2 separate regions of the Triticum aestivum genome follow, and region 1 is linked to region 2. The links are chromatin contacts, called in public HiCAR-type maps. All regions are on one chromosome and are shown on one strand. Each heading gives the region's core, a stretch centred on a gene start, on an enhancer-like site or on the middle of the called end of the contact. The rest is flanking DNA. Distances are from core to core; before and after follow the strand shown. Region 1 holds the start of LOC100037567 (fasciclin-like arabinogalactan protein 1). Region 2 holds the start of LOC123053769 (corepressor interacting with RBPJ 1).

Evidence for each region. HiCAR-type assays count read pairs that join an accessible place to other places.
Region 1: a contact with region 2 is called in a HiCAR-type map of leaf, with 7 times the contacts expected there. The contact joins the promoter of LOC100037567 here to the promoter of LOC123053769 in region 2. A contact is called at or near these places in 1 of 5 Hi-C or Micro-C datasets (leaf) and 1 of 1 datasets of contacts at active chromatin or transcription factors (leaf).

Annotation. Positions count from the first base shown.
Region 1 is chr2D:451,823,351-451,826,050 of IWGSC CS RefSeq v2.1, reverse strand. LOC100037567 (fasciclin-like arabinogalactan protein 1) reads left to right here and starts at 1,379. Exons shown (of 1, transcript XM_044477316.1): 1 at 1,379-2,520. The coding sequence starts at 1,490. The coding sequence ends at 2,287.
Region 2 is chr2D:451,385,788-451,388,525 of IWGSC CS RefSeq v2.1, reverse strand. LOC123053769 (corepressor interacting with RBPJ 1) reads left to right here and starts at 1,314. Exons shown (of 5, transcript XM_044477315.1): 1 at 1,314-1,576; 2 at 1,772-1,873. The coding sequence starts at 1,487.

The DNA of each region.
Region 1 (2,700 bases), core at 130-2,629, 440 kb before region 2:
AACTGCATAATTTGCCCAGATGGTGTGCGCAAGACTGCTCCGTAGAGTGTCACCGTCTGGAGGAAAGGTAATGTAATGTTAGTTATTTTCTGCGAGTTTCTGGTGTCTTTGATTGATGAATCGTAATAAGGCACAAAGAATGGTCCCGTAGGGATCAGGTGGTACACTAGCCTTTGCCATGTTTCTGACCATTACTCCCTAGATATCCCTATCATCCTATGGATAAAAACTAAATTTCTGGTGAACCCTACCTTCTCATGAAAACTCCGGAAATCAATTGTAGCAATTTTAACAACTTCCAAAGTATACATATATCAGGAGTAAACCACTGAGTTCTCACGGAGGATAATTTCCCCCAGATTCTTGCCAAAGATGGAGTAGCTAAGCATTCTCGGTAACATAAATTAACCTAACTTTCTAAAAACAACTGAACTAGTCTTGCTATAACAGAAACATACTGTTGAACATGAGTTATTCTACTACATGAGTCATAAAAATCTACAAACTACACTATGCTGACGGTGGTTGAATAATTTCTGCTAGCTTTTGAACACGAGATCCTATAAATTGATAAGACGTTTCGATGGCATGGAAAATGGCACGCTTCTGGCTGATGTTCAAGTACATGGCTAATACTCCCTCCGTTCCTAAATATAGGTCTTTCTAGAGATTTCAATAAGTGACTACATGCGGAGCAAAATGAGTGAATCTACACTCTAAAATATGTCTATATACATCCGTATGTGGTAGTCCATTTGAAATCTCTACAAAGACTTATATTTTGAAACGGAGTACATGTTATGTAATCTATGATTAAATAGGTACCACAAAAACATACTACGCTACTAATTCTGAAGATCACCTTATATCGATGTGGTATACAAGGACTACTATCAATCAATGCCACGTGAACGTACTGTTTCCTCAGTGATTGTATTTAAGAGCACCAATGTAATTGGTACCTCACAATGCTTACATATTTTTCACTCCACTCTCCAACCCAGTAAATTATGTCAGCATTTTGAATTGTCGGTTTGTAAGTCCTGCACTTAGTACTAAACGAGTACCTGCAATGGTTATAACTTGAGGGCCTCAAAATTTACTGCATATCTATCTAGGTTCACAAAATCAAAATTTCATTTTAGGTTACCTATGGCAACTCCTTCTGACCATATTGTTCTTTAAGTCGAATTAAGGCGACATTAAATGAGCAGAGGAATTGAAGAAATGGACAAGATCCGGGTACATGAAACAAAAGAACAAGCAACCACCACAATTTGCCAAAAAGGAAAATGGTAACCACCACAAAATCACAAAGTTTTAACCTGAATGGCAATCTCTGATATTGGTGGTAAACCCCAAGGGCAGGTCCTCACAAAGCCAGCTCACCTCACACCCTATCACACTCGACACTCGTCAGTGGTCATAGTTCATCACTGCACAGCTCTCCCACTCGGCCACTCTCACTCCCACGCCGACACTCGCCATAATGCGCCGCCTCCACCTCGCCGCCGCCGTCCTCGCCGTCTTCCTCCCCCTCGCCGTCTCCGCGGCCGGGGGCAAAGCAGCGGCAGCTAAGGCGCCCGTTGCCCCGCCGGCCCCGCCGAACATCACGGCGGCCATGGCGAAGGGCGGGTGCAAGGCGTTCGCGGCCCTGGTGGCGGCCTCGCCGGACGCGCACTCCACGTTCCAGTCGGCCGGGGACGGCGGCGTGACGGCCTTCTGCCCCAGCGACGACGCCGTGAGGTCCTTCATGCCCAGGTACAAGAACCTCAGCGCCGACGGCAAGGCGTCGCTGCTGCTGTTCCACGCCGTGCCCGTGTACTACGCGCCGCGGAGCCTCAAGTCCAACAACGGCGTCATGAACACGCTCGCCACCGACGGCTCCGCCAACAACTTCAACTTCACGGTGCAGAACGAGGGCGAGCAGGTGACCATCAAGACGGACGCCTCCGACCACGCCGCGCGGGTCAAGTCCACCGTCTACGACAAGGACCCCATCGCCATCTACGCCGTGGACACGGTGCTCGAGCCGGTGGAGCTCTTCGAGCCGGCGGAGTCCCCGGCGCCGGCGCCGGCTCCCGCCCCTGTCGCCGACGCGCCCAAGGCCCCCAAGAAGCAGGCGCGCCACCGGCCTGTAGCGGACGCGCCCGGACCGGCCGCCGAGGACGCGGCGCCCGCCGACCAGAGGAAGAACTCTAAGAAGAGCGCGGCGTCCGCCGCCCCGTGTCTGCCATGGGCCGCAGTCCTGCCTGTCGTCGTGGCCGTGGCCGCCGCTCTGGCTTAGCCGCTTGTCCTCCTTCGCGGTGGACCTGCACGGGAGGTAGTGGTGTGTCGGTGGATTGCGTTGCGTGTGTCCTTTGTGTCTGTCGGTCAGTGCGTGTGCTCGTGCAGTGAAATTTCTATCTTTACTCTTTCTTGCCACATTAATGTTGTTTAGTATAATAATTTGATGTGATAAAGCAGTTTGAATCTCAGTCAGACCTAAATATTGGAAACCGATGGTTTTGCATGTTTCAACGGGGTCTCAGTAACTTTTGGACTGTTCTTTTGAGAATCCTTCTGGAGTGTTTTTTTTAGCATTTTTTGAGTGTTTGGATAGATCAATGTTGTTCTCTGAAGCCGGCCAGCTTCGATGCAGCGTGCAGCAGCCGTAGCCTGCAGTGTTTTCTTCCGGCAGGTGTTTCCGCGGACCAGGGC
Region 2 (2,738 bases), core at 65-2,564:
ATAGTGGGAGGCGCCCCCTTTAGGCTTGGGGGCCAAGTTCCCTTGGCGGCTAGGGTTGTGGGAGAGAGGGCGCGTACCCCTTGGGATTGCCAACCATAGATGGGGGTGCACCCTTTGGGGCAACCCCTGCTCCAAGCTAGCCTCCTCCCCGGGCTATTATAAATGAAGGGGGGGCATGCTCAAAGGAGACACAATTTTTCTGGCGCCTTTGATTGTGTCTTCTCTCTCTCTCTCTCTCACTCTCCTCTCTCCCCCCCAATAGTGGGTCTCCTTCCGAAGGGCTGCTCCTCCCTCGTCTTCTACTTTGACATTGCTTAGCTCTGGATGGCAAAGCGATGCCTGATCACTGGTGTCGTACATGTGCAATACACAGAGGGATCGTGCGTTCAATTTGTGTTCGAGGGACGGTTCGAGGGATTTCAAGAACGATCCTCGCGAACTCTTCTCCCGCTGCAACTTGAAGTTGGTAATGATCAGATCTAACCTTGTATGCATCTTCATAGTGATCCTGGGAACTTGATTTGTAGGCCAATTTCTTTGTTTTGTTTTCTATTACATTTCTCAACAACAACTTCACATTGAAGTTGTCCGGCGGGAGGAAGAGGGGAGGGGGAGGTGATCCAACAAACTCAGCTATATCGGGTTGGGTGAGTGTGTAGTAGGTTTGCTCCGATCTCATGACATCTCGATGTATTTTTCTTCCTAAATGAATTTTCCACCTCCTTGACGACTAGAACTGATAGTCTAAAGTTAATGTCGTTCAAATTAATTTACTCGGATCATAACCCATGTCTTGAGCTCACACCACGATCCATCTTTTCTGTTGTCATCAATGACAGTTCTTCCATGACACAATTCCTCGACCAGCAAACTTTAATTCATACAAAGCAATATTTTCTTTTGTTGCAACACACATACATTTATGCTAGTATAAACAAAGAAGAGATGCACCCTTGCTCAATCCGGCCCAAGGAAATATGATGTGCTACCAGCGTTTAGGTGATACCGTGATATGGACTCTTGGCAGCCGTTGGATCTCAAATCAAACGGCTTTCGGAAGCTCTTGAACATTTACAAAAAAGTGATCTAAGAGTCTCGACATTGCGTGCAGGTACAACAACTCTTAAGATGCCGTCGGATCTGTGATCCAACGGTCCAAATGTCCGTATAACGGTAGCATATGAAGACCGATATCACCTGAAACTTTGGCAATCCGGCCATCCAGTTCCGATCAGACGGTAGACACGCGGCCGCAGCAGCAGCCTGCGGAGGCAGAGTTCCTCCCTCAGGCCAGAGCCAGAGGAGGGGAGGCCTTCCCCTTGCCCCATCTTCTCCTTTACCTTATCGGCGTTATCGCCATCACCCGTCATAACTCGCGGCCGCACGCGTCGTACCAAAGGAGGGAGGAAAAAGGGATCTCCACTCCACTCGGCCTCCTCCTCCGCCCCGCGCGGTTCCAATCTGGTTCCCGGGCCAGCAATCGACGATGGGGAAGAACCAGGCGTACAAGGCGATGCAGCGGGCGCGGCTGGGCTCGTCCTCCGGCGCCCCCGGCGAAGGGGAGGAAGACGGCATGGTCGGTCCCCTTCCTCGCCCCCCTTACCACAGATCCTTAATCCCCCCTAGTTCCAAGCTCGCAACCCATCTCTGATTGCTCCCCCCGTGCAAACCCTATCGAGATCTGCCGGGACGTCCATGGCGAATCTTGCTGCTTGTAGATGCTTTTTCCCCCTTTTGATGAGGGGACTTTTACTAACGAGGGCCGTCACAGACGGACGGTTCATTTCATTCTCCAGAGTGGCACGCGGCGCGCTTGGCCAGCCTCAACAAGACCCACACCCTCACGTGGGAGGAGTTCAAGAAGAAGCAGAAGGTATGCGCGGCCTCGGCTTGCTCTCTGCTGGCTTTGTTGGTGGATTTTAGTTTCTGCACTCTGTAATTTTGGCCATGATTTTATCCATGCTGCTGCTTAAGCTCTGCGATGTGCTATTTGTGCTCCTATTTTATGTTAAATGTATGATGGATGCTGAATTTCAGGCATACTGCCTTGTATGTGATGCCCAAGTTTGTTTTGGCCTGGTGTGGGATGGCGATTCACTTTGTAGTGCATATAGTAACGAATTAAGCTACGTTGTAGCATAGGAGGGAAATTAGCAGCCTGAACTTTGGCAGTGGAAGCTTGGTCCTGTGCCACCCAGGGTCCAGTCGTCCTTCCCCTGGTTTGCTGACCTTTGAGTTTCTCTAGCATCGGTTTGCCATCAGACATTTAGACTTGTGCTACTGTAAAAGGTAGTACAACCATTTATCAGTGGCACACCGCTTATTCAGCCATCCACGATACTTTACCTAGTTAGCTTGAAAAACGATCTTATATTTTACTCCCTCCGTCCCACAATATAAGATCGTAGCTTGAAAAATGATCTTACATTGTGGGATGGAGGGAGTGCTTGGTTTTGATTCCTTTACTTATCTTGTTCTCTTTGATAAATAGCAACTTAGACGGAGTATGTATATGCTGATTCCAAATAGATCAACCTATGTCCGCATTAGTTGGGGTGGGTTTACTTGGCAAACGCTTTATTGTTTTCTGCATTGACTCCACATGGTTATTGGCTTACTAGTTAGTGTACTGCTGATGAGGCTCAGCCTTTTTGTACTTATAAGGTCACTGTGTAGCTATAATACTTATCTGTTATCAGTACCTTCATAGTAATCAATGATGCTCTTGTCCCCTATAG